Linked DNA regions of Mus musculus: region 2 is linked to region 1. Evidence: chromatin contacts called from public Hi-C data. All regions are on one chromosome and are shown on one strand. Each heading gives the region's core, a stretch centred on a gene start, on an enhancer-like site or on the middle of the called end of the contact. The rest is flanking DNA. Distances are from core to core; before and after follow the strand shown. Region 1 has its middle 89 kb from the start of Gm13218. Region 2 has its middle 30 kb from the start of Gata3.

Region 1 (3,896 bases), core at 709-3,208:
CCAGGATGGGCCTCAAGGAGCATATCTCCCAATGGTGTCTCTCCCTTTGCTTTCTCCACTGTTTCCTCCAGCAAATTCACAGTCTAGACTCAGCCCACTCAGAGGGCTTTATTGCTCAGTTTAAGGTAAATTCCTGTCCAAGGCTGGTTTCTGTGGTGTGCATGGGGGACCACAGGCATTTCTGTAGCTTGATCTTTGGGGAGTCGGGTTAAATACCACTTCAAGTATTCTGAATTGCTCCACCCTGAGCAATATAGTCTCTTTTGTTCTTTATCCCTTATTTCTGGCCCAGAAAAGCAATAAAGCACATATGTTTTTAGTTCCTGGTGCTGAGATCTTACAGTATTTAGAGTAGACATCTGATGTTTTCTGCTGAATGCTCTAATGCCTACACAATGAGAGTCATTGTGCGCCATTTGTTCAAGGATAACTTACCTTGTCAATGCGTTCCTTGGGGGAAAAGGATGTCACAGAATTCTGGACTTGGGAAGTGAACATCCCAGGTGACTTGTTCTTTACCTAATATGGAATGAGAGACAGTGAGTTCAAGAGAGCAGATTTCTCAGCAGGAAGCAATTCAGAAGACTAGAAGTGACACCAAACCTGATTTCCCAAAGTATCTGGCAGATAGGCAAACCATCACTGGCACCAAGCTCTCCCAAGTTTCCTCATATTTCCTGTTACCCCTCTGCCTCCTCTTGTCTTACCAAATTCTACATAACCAAGGGCCTGTTGCCTTTGTCTGTCTTTCTCTTTCTTTCTTTCTTTCTTTCTTTCTTTCTTTCTTTCTTTCTTTCTTTCTTTCTTTCTTTCTTTCTTTCTTTCTCTCCCTCTCTTCCTCTTTCTTTGTTTTGTTTTCTTTCTTTCTCTCTCTTTCCTTCTTTCTTTCTTTCTCTCCCTCTTTCTTTGTTTTGCTTTCTCTCTCTCTCTTTCTTTCTCTCTCTCTCTCTTTCTTTCTTTCTTCTGTTTTCTTTCTTTCTCTCTCTTTCTTCCTTTCTTTCCCTCCCTCCCTCCCTCCCTCCCTCCCTCCCTCCCTCCCTCCCTCCCTTCCTTCCTTCCTTTCTGGAGTCTTGTAAACTAGTATTGTATTCTTTTGTCTGACTTTGTTCAGGTTTAGTGTTTTTTGCACTCTATCTGGGTGGCGCAACCAACTCTTTGCTGTTTAGAAATGATCCATTGCACAGGCATACCACTACCTTTTCATCTGTCCACTTTTGCATGGACGCCTGAGGACATCCCAGATATTAGCTGTTATGAATATACTGAACGTGAACATCCATGCCCACATCATCATTCAGGTACTTTCATCTGAGTAAATGCTCCTTTTATTTTGTACTACTCTGCATTTAGGAAGGGTTTCTTAGTTTTTTTAGAGTGGGGGCAAAGAGGGGGAAGCATCCGACAATCTAGCTTGCTGACTGTCCACAGGGTAATGAAATTATGGCTTGGATTGAATGCAAACCCACTATCAGGATCTGTGATATCTGTTTCCAGCAACTCGGCTACTCCTCAGCCTTCCCGTTGGCTTCTCTTTAGGAGGTATGCATGGCAGTCATTTCTGCCAGGAGGAATAGTCACGGTATGCAGTGAATGCCCCTAAAACTTCTCTGAAGTAAACCATCACTCTCCAGGAGAAGATTTTATTGGAAAAGGAGCCAATTGCTGCCTCATTCAGGACTGGGACTTTGACGTGGTTGGAGTTTTCAGGCCCAGGCCAATTGTTTAACATCCCCAATTCCACAAAGAACATTAGAATTTTGACAGCAGAAAAAAGTAGAAAAGGCAGGTTGTAATTCAACTGAAAATATATTTTCCCTGGGTGACAGAGTATGGAGTTCTTCATTTTCTCACGTGAACAGATAGTTGTGACACTTAGCTTTGCACTCGGTGCTGTATAAATCAGCTCTTAAGAAGCAACAATACCCTTGCTATTGCTCATTTCTCTCTCTGAGCTCTGCTGAGATACACAGCTCTGCTCAGACAACCCTGCTGGGGCACTGCTGCAGGACTGACTCTGGGTGCCCAATGAGAACTCTCCCGTCACCTTCTACATGGTGGATGAGGTTGCAGGAGACACACCAGGTCATCTTGGGAGCCCAGCTTGGACCTGACAAAGGCTCTCTAAGTACTTACAAGAGACTACTGCTCCTCCGTCCTGGACAGGAAGCACAGAAGACGAAGTCAGCTGATGCCCTGTGCTTTTCAAGGAAAGGAAGAAAGGAGTTGAGTTCTTCTGCCAACCCGGAAGCAGCGTTTTGACTGAGCTCTTGATTCTGAGGGGGCACAGGAAGCGGATTTTAGATAAAGAAGAAACGTTTCTCCAGGCTTGCAGGCAGGAAATGGGTTTTGGTCCTGGGATTCCTCTTTTGAGCATGTGGGTGTCATGACTTCCTCTCTCTCTCTCTCTCTCTCTCTCTCTCTCTCTCTCTCTCTGTCTGTCTCTCTCTCTGTCTCTCTGTCTCTCTCTCAAGTTTTAACATTGAGAAAACAGATCTACTATTGCCCTGTTTTAGATTTGTTTTGGGGAGATTCCAATATAGGAATCAAAATTAGACTTGGTTTGTTGGGTCTTGGGAAGCATAGTCCTGACGCCACGGTTTCTGTTTACACAATGCAGAATGCTTTTTCCCAGGAGGAGATTGACACTGTCAGGCTGCCCAATTTACAGGTCAGGTCTCACCAGCTGCTAAAATAAACATTATGGTTTGACAGGCGTGGCATTTTTTTTTTTTTGGTTTAAATAATATTTCCATAAAGAAAGGGAAAAGGGATAGAGACCAAACCACCATACTTTATCAGTAGTATTATATAATTTTTTCTCTTTTTAATTTTATAAAAATCACTGGGTTATGTGCTTTTTCCAGCTTTTGATTTCTCTGTTTTGTAAAGGGCAAAATAATTCCACCTAATTATTATTATCATTACTATTTTATTTTGTTATTTGTCTATATGCGTGTGTATACAGTGTGGTGTGTGCATGCACAGAATGGCTGGCCATCAGAGGACAGTCTTGAATATGGGCGCGTAGGTATCTGAACTTTTCTTTGGGGAGGGTTTTTCATTGACCTAGAACTTCACCACATAGGCTAGGCTAGCTGGCCTGGAAACTTCCAGAGATCCTCTTGTTTCTGTCTTTCTTCTCACCATTTTTTTGGGGGGGGGTGTAGGTATGCACCAGCTTTTTCTTTTCTTTTCTTTTTTAATATTTTATTTTATTTTATTTTTATTAGGTGTTTTCTTCATTTACGTTTCCAGTGCTATCCCCAAAGTCCCCCATACCCTCCCCCACCCACTCCCCTACCCACCCACTCCCACTTCTTGGTCTGGGCATTCTCCTATACTGAGGCATATAAAGTTTGCATGACCAATGGGCCTCTTTCCACTGATGGCCGACTAGGCCATCTTCTGATATATATGCAGCTAGAGACACAAGCTCCGGGGGGTACTGGGTAGTTCATATTGTTGTTCCACCTATAGGGTTGCAGATCACTTTAGCTCCTTGGGTACTTTCTCTAGCTCCTCCCTTGGGGGCCCTGTGATCCATCCAATAGCTAACTGTGAGCATCCACTTATGTGTTTGCTAGGCCACGGCATATCCTCAAAAGAGACAGCTATATCAGGGTCCTTTCAGCAAAATCTTGCTAGTGTATGTAGTGGTGTCAGCGTTTGGAGGCTGATTATGGGATGGATCTCCGGATATGGCAGTCTCTAGATGGTCCATCTTTTCATCTCAGCTCCAAACTTTGTCTCTGTAACTCCTTCTATGGGTGTTTTGTCCACACTTTGGTCTTCGTTCTTTAGTTTCATGAGTTTCACAAATTGTATCTTATATCTTGGGTATTCTAAGTATCTGGGCTAATATCCACTTATCAGTGAGTACATATTGTGTGAGTTCT
Region 2 (3,896 bases), core at 672-3,171, 170 kb before region 1:
AGGTAGGCCTCTGCTACATATGTGCTGGGGATGTGGGCGTGGGGGCTCTTTGGTTGGTGGCTCAGTCTCTGGGAGCTCCCAGGAATCCAGGTTAACTGACACTGTTGGTCTTTCTATGGGGTTGCCATCCTCTTCAGTTTCTTCAGTCCTTCCTCTAACTCTTCCATTTGGGTCCTCAAGTTCTGTCTTATCCTTGAGACCCTGTCTTAAAATAAAAAGAGCAGTGGTGGCGAGTGCTTGGAGTAGTTCAGTGATAGTGTAGAGAGCTTCCTCAGCAGGCATGAGACCCTGGGTTCCATCCTCAGGGAAACAAAGAGTGTACAAATGTAATAGAGACATTTGCATGGTAACATTTTACTCCAGTGGAAGGGTTTGTAAGCTTGTATGTATTTTTTTGAGACAGGGTCTATCACTGAGCCTCGAGATTGCCCACTGGGCTAAACTAACAGGCCAGCAAGCCCCAGGATTCTTCCCATTCCTGCCTCCTCAGCTTTGAGAGTTTAGGCCTGCGGCCAGGCCCAGCTTTTCAGTGAGTGCTGGGAACTGAACTGTCAGGCTTGCATGACAGCACTGACTGACTGAGCCATTCCATAAGAGGGTTTTTGCTTGATGCAATTTCAAAGACTGTAGCAGGTGAGGAGCAGGTAAGAACCAGGGTTCTGGGCTGCAGATGTAAGAACATTTATCTAGCATCTACAAGGCCCTGGGTTCCATCCTCAGCACTGGTAAAAAAAAAAAAAAAAAAAAAAAAAGCCCTAGAAGGAAGGAGGGAGCCCGGGGAGAAACCAAAAGGAAAAAGAATCTTTCTCAGCTTTAATGATGGATGCTGAGTATAAGCATCCAATCCAACGCATGTGGGCTCAGCCTTCCCTTAAGTGGTTACCATCTCGCTGGTGTGTGCCTGGGAACAATCAAATTGGGCCTCTCTGCCTTGCTGCTTCAGCAAATCTAGATGTGCCTCCCTGACTTTGTAGAGAGGGCAGAATGGAGGACCTTGCCTCTATAATTGGACTGGGGGTCCAGAGCTGCCACTTAGATGTAAAATGACTGGAGAGATGGGATTGGGCGCTTCCTTTACGTTGCTTCTGCCCCACCCAGCACACCATACCCTCTGCTCTATCAGAGGCCAGGGAGCCCATGATCCAGTTTGTGTATTACACAGGCCCTCTGTATCCTTAGCTTTCCCTCCAGAGCTGGATCGTTTCCCCTGCTTCCAAGCATATCCACAAAGGTGTAAGGATTGTTTTTTCCCTTCCTTTGTTTTTTTCAATACAGGGTTTCTCTGTGTAGCCCTAGCCTGGAACTCACTCTGCAGACCAGGCTGGCCTTGAACTCAGAGGTCCTCCTGTCTCTGCCTCCCTAGTGCTGGGCTTAATGGCAGGCGCCACCACGACCTGGGACAAGTGGATGGGAATGTGGGTTTTAAAGGCCATAGCTTCCATGTGACCCGCTTTGCTGATCACCTGAAGCTCTGAGGGAGCGTGGAGGTTTTAAACTTCAGTCGTGGCTAAGGTGAAGTTTAGGGATAAGGTGTCTCTGCTTTCCGTTACCCCAAATAGAAGTGCGCTGGCAGAATGTCTGCCCTTAGAGCCAGCTGGCTGAGCAAAGGTGAAAGGAGAGGAGGGAAAAAACCGAGGTGCACACCAATCCACTCTTTCTACTGGCCCAGCTCTCTAAGGTGTACCATTGGCCCACGTCCTCTCTCTGCTATGGCCTGGGAAACTGAAGCTCTGGGGATGTATCTGAGTTACTCAAGGACACAGAAAATCTTGTCCCCAGGGGCCTGCCCTAGATTGTGGGAGAGTTGGTATAGCCCAGCTCTAAACAATAAAACAACAGAAAAGGCCACAGTGGTGTGAATTGTGAACCTCAGGGAAACCCCAAACTAGCTGACAGCTGAGAAAGATGTCAGGATCTAGATAAAGCATCACTAAGAGAACTAGTGTTTTTGCTGTCTCTGCTCAGAAGGAGCCGAGGTGAGGGCTGGCCCAATCTTGTCAAGAGCTGCCATTGGGATGGAACGGCGTGTCCCCCATCAGTCATTGGCTTTTTCTTGTTTTGTGTTTTGGACAGAATCTCATGTGGGCCATGCTACCCTCCAATGTACAAAGTAGCTGGTGGTCTTGAATGTCTGGTCCTCCCATCTCCATCTCCTAAGTGCAAGGGTTATAGGTGTGAGCCTTCATGCCTAGTTTATGTGTTGCTCGGGATTTCCTGCATGCTGGCAGGCTCTCTACGAACTGAACCGAATCCTCAGCCCCAGCCTACCAAGGGGATGAAGAAAAGGTAACCAGGGCTAGAGAGATGGCTCAGATGGGCCTGAGTTAGGATCTCCTGTAACCAAATAAAAAAAGCCAGGTGTGGTGTGGTGCATGCCTTTAGTCCCAGCACTCTGGAGGCAGAGGCAGGTGGATCTCTGTGAGTTCGAGGCCAACCTGGTCTAGAGAGTGAGTTCTAAGACTATACAGAGAGAACCTCTCTCTTGGAAAAACAAAACAAAACCAATCAACTAAGCAAACAAAAAGTCAGGCATAGTAGCACATGTCTGTAACCCCAGTACAAGGGAGGTCGAGACAGGAGGATCCCTGGGGCTTGCTGGTCAGCTAGTCTAGTGACAGTGGAAGTGGTTTAGGAAGTGAGTCGGCTATGGGCCTCTGGCTTCCATTCACCCATCCTGTGCACACGCATGCAAACAAACATACTCCACAAATATATGCACCTCTACCAAAAAGGAGGAGACTTCTAGTCTATCACAAAGTTTGGACATGTAAATTTTTGCCAGGGAAAGACAGCTGTAACTTGTCAAGAATGGATGCCCAAGTTAAACTGAAGCTTGCAAATCAATACAATGTGTTGGCTTGCAGGAAACTTGTCCCATTTTGTTAAGGATTACATTTCTACATAGTGTGCAGACTAGATGTTAATCAGTGGCTCTTGGCCAGAGAGGGTAAATCCTATCAGCAAATAAATGCATTTAAGATGTCAGAGGATGACCAAAGAGAAATATGTCTACAGAGACCTAAAAATAATATGAAACCATTTAGGAACTTGAAGGTCATTTTGTTGAGGGCAAAATTCTTGTGCAGGGTGCTGACAGTTTGCCCTCTGGGTGTTTTCAGAGCTTAAAGGATCAAACTGTCCACACAAAATATGGAATGTCCAATAGACAGGTCCATGCACTCTTCCAGCCCAACCTTTCAGCCCTTTAATTACCATGGCTCCAGCTTGATGTTGGATACCACCCTGCGTGTAACTGTTGCATAGGCGGGGTATTATGGCCAAATGATTGGCTGGTACCTCTGAATGGGACTTTAAGAAGTCTTAAGGAGATGAGAGGAAATGGATGGCAGTCAGTCATAGCTCATGGGAAGCGATGCAGATGAGGGGAATAATCCTTTCCCACATTGGAGATTACTCCCAAGGATAATTGAGCTTCTTTGCCACTGTGCAGAAATCCTCACCAAAGCGTCCCGTGCCACCATTGAAAGGGGCTGCCGTGAGGTTGGGACTCAGAGGGTAGAGTGTTTGCTTAGCATGCATGAAGCCCTGGGATCGTCCAGCACTGCAGAAATCAAACATGATTGGTGTGTGCTTATAATCAACACTCAGAAGTTGGGAGCTAGAAGCAGAAGAATCAAAAGTTCAAAATCATAGTTTGGCTACATAGGAAGTTTGAGGTCAGCCTGTGCTACACCAGACCTTGTCCAGAAGGAGAGACGGGGGCGGGGAAGTGGGGGGGGGGAGGGAGAAAGAGGAGTTAAGAGTGAAGTGATTTTCAATTCTTCACTTTAAGAAATATGGTTCTTTCTTGCAGGTTGCAGGATGTCGCAGTATTTACAGCCAGAGATGGGGATCTTAAGAGCAGAGTTTCAGGCTACAGAGCCAGCTCAGTGCTT

What was found. Hi-C and Micro-C count contacts between places; a contact is called where the count stands out from the background.
Region 2: a Hi-C map of group 2 innate lymphoid cells shows a contact between it and region 1, with 6 times the contacts expected there. The contact joins two enhancer-like sites. A contact is called at or near these places in 2 of 484 Hi-C or Micro-C datasets (embryonic stem cells and group 2 innate lymphoid cells) and 1 of 115 datasets of contacts at active chromatin or transcription factors (regulatory T cell precursor).

Annotation. Positions count from the first base shown.
Region 1 is chr2:9,680,178-9,684,073 of GRCm38.p6, reverse strand. No RefSeq gene overlaps it. Among named protein-coding and RNA genes, the nearest start is that of Gm13218, 89 kb to the right of the region's middle. Within about 2 kb of position 1,958, at least 48 of the 459 cell types and tissues checked have an H3K27ac peak or open chromatin away from gene starts, as enhancers often do. A contact at or near this core is called in group 2 innate lymphoid cells and regulatory T cell precursor, where this site is marked.
Region 2 is chr2:9,846,451-9,850,346 of GRCm38.p6, reverse strand. No RefSeq gene overlaps it. Among named protein-coding and RNA genes, the nearest start is that of Gata3, 30 kb to the left of the region's middle. Within about 2 kb of position 1,921, at least 6 of the 459 cell types and tissues checked have an H3K27ac peak or open chromatin away from gene starts, as enhancers often do. A contact at or near this core is called in group 2 innate lymphoid cells and regulatory T cell precursor, where this site is marked.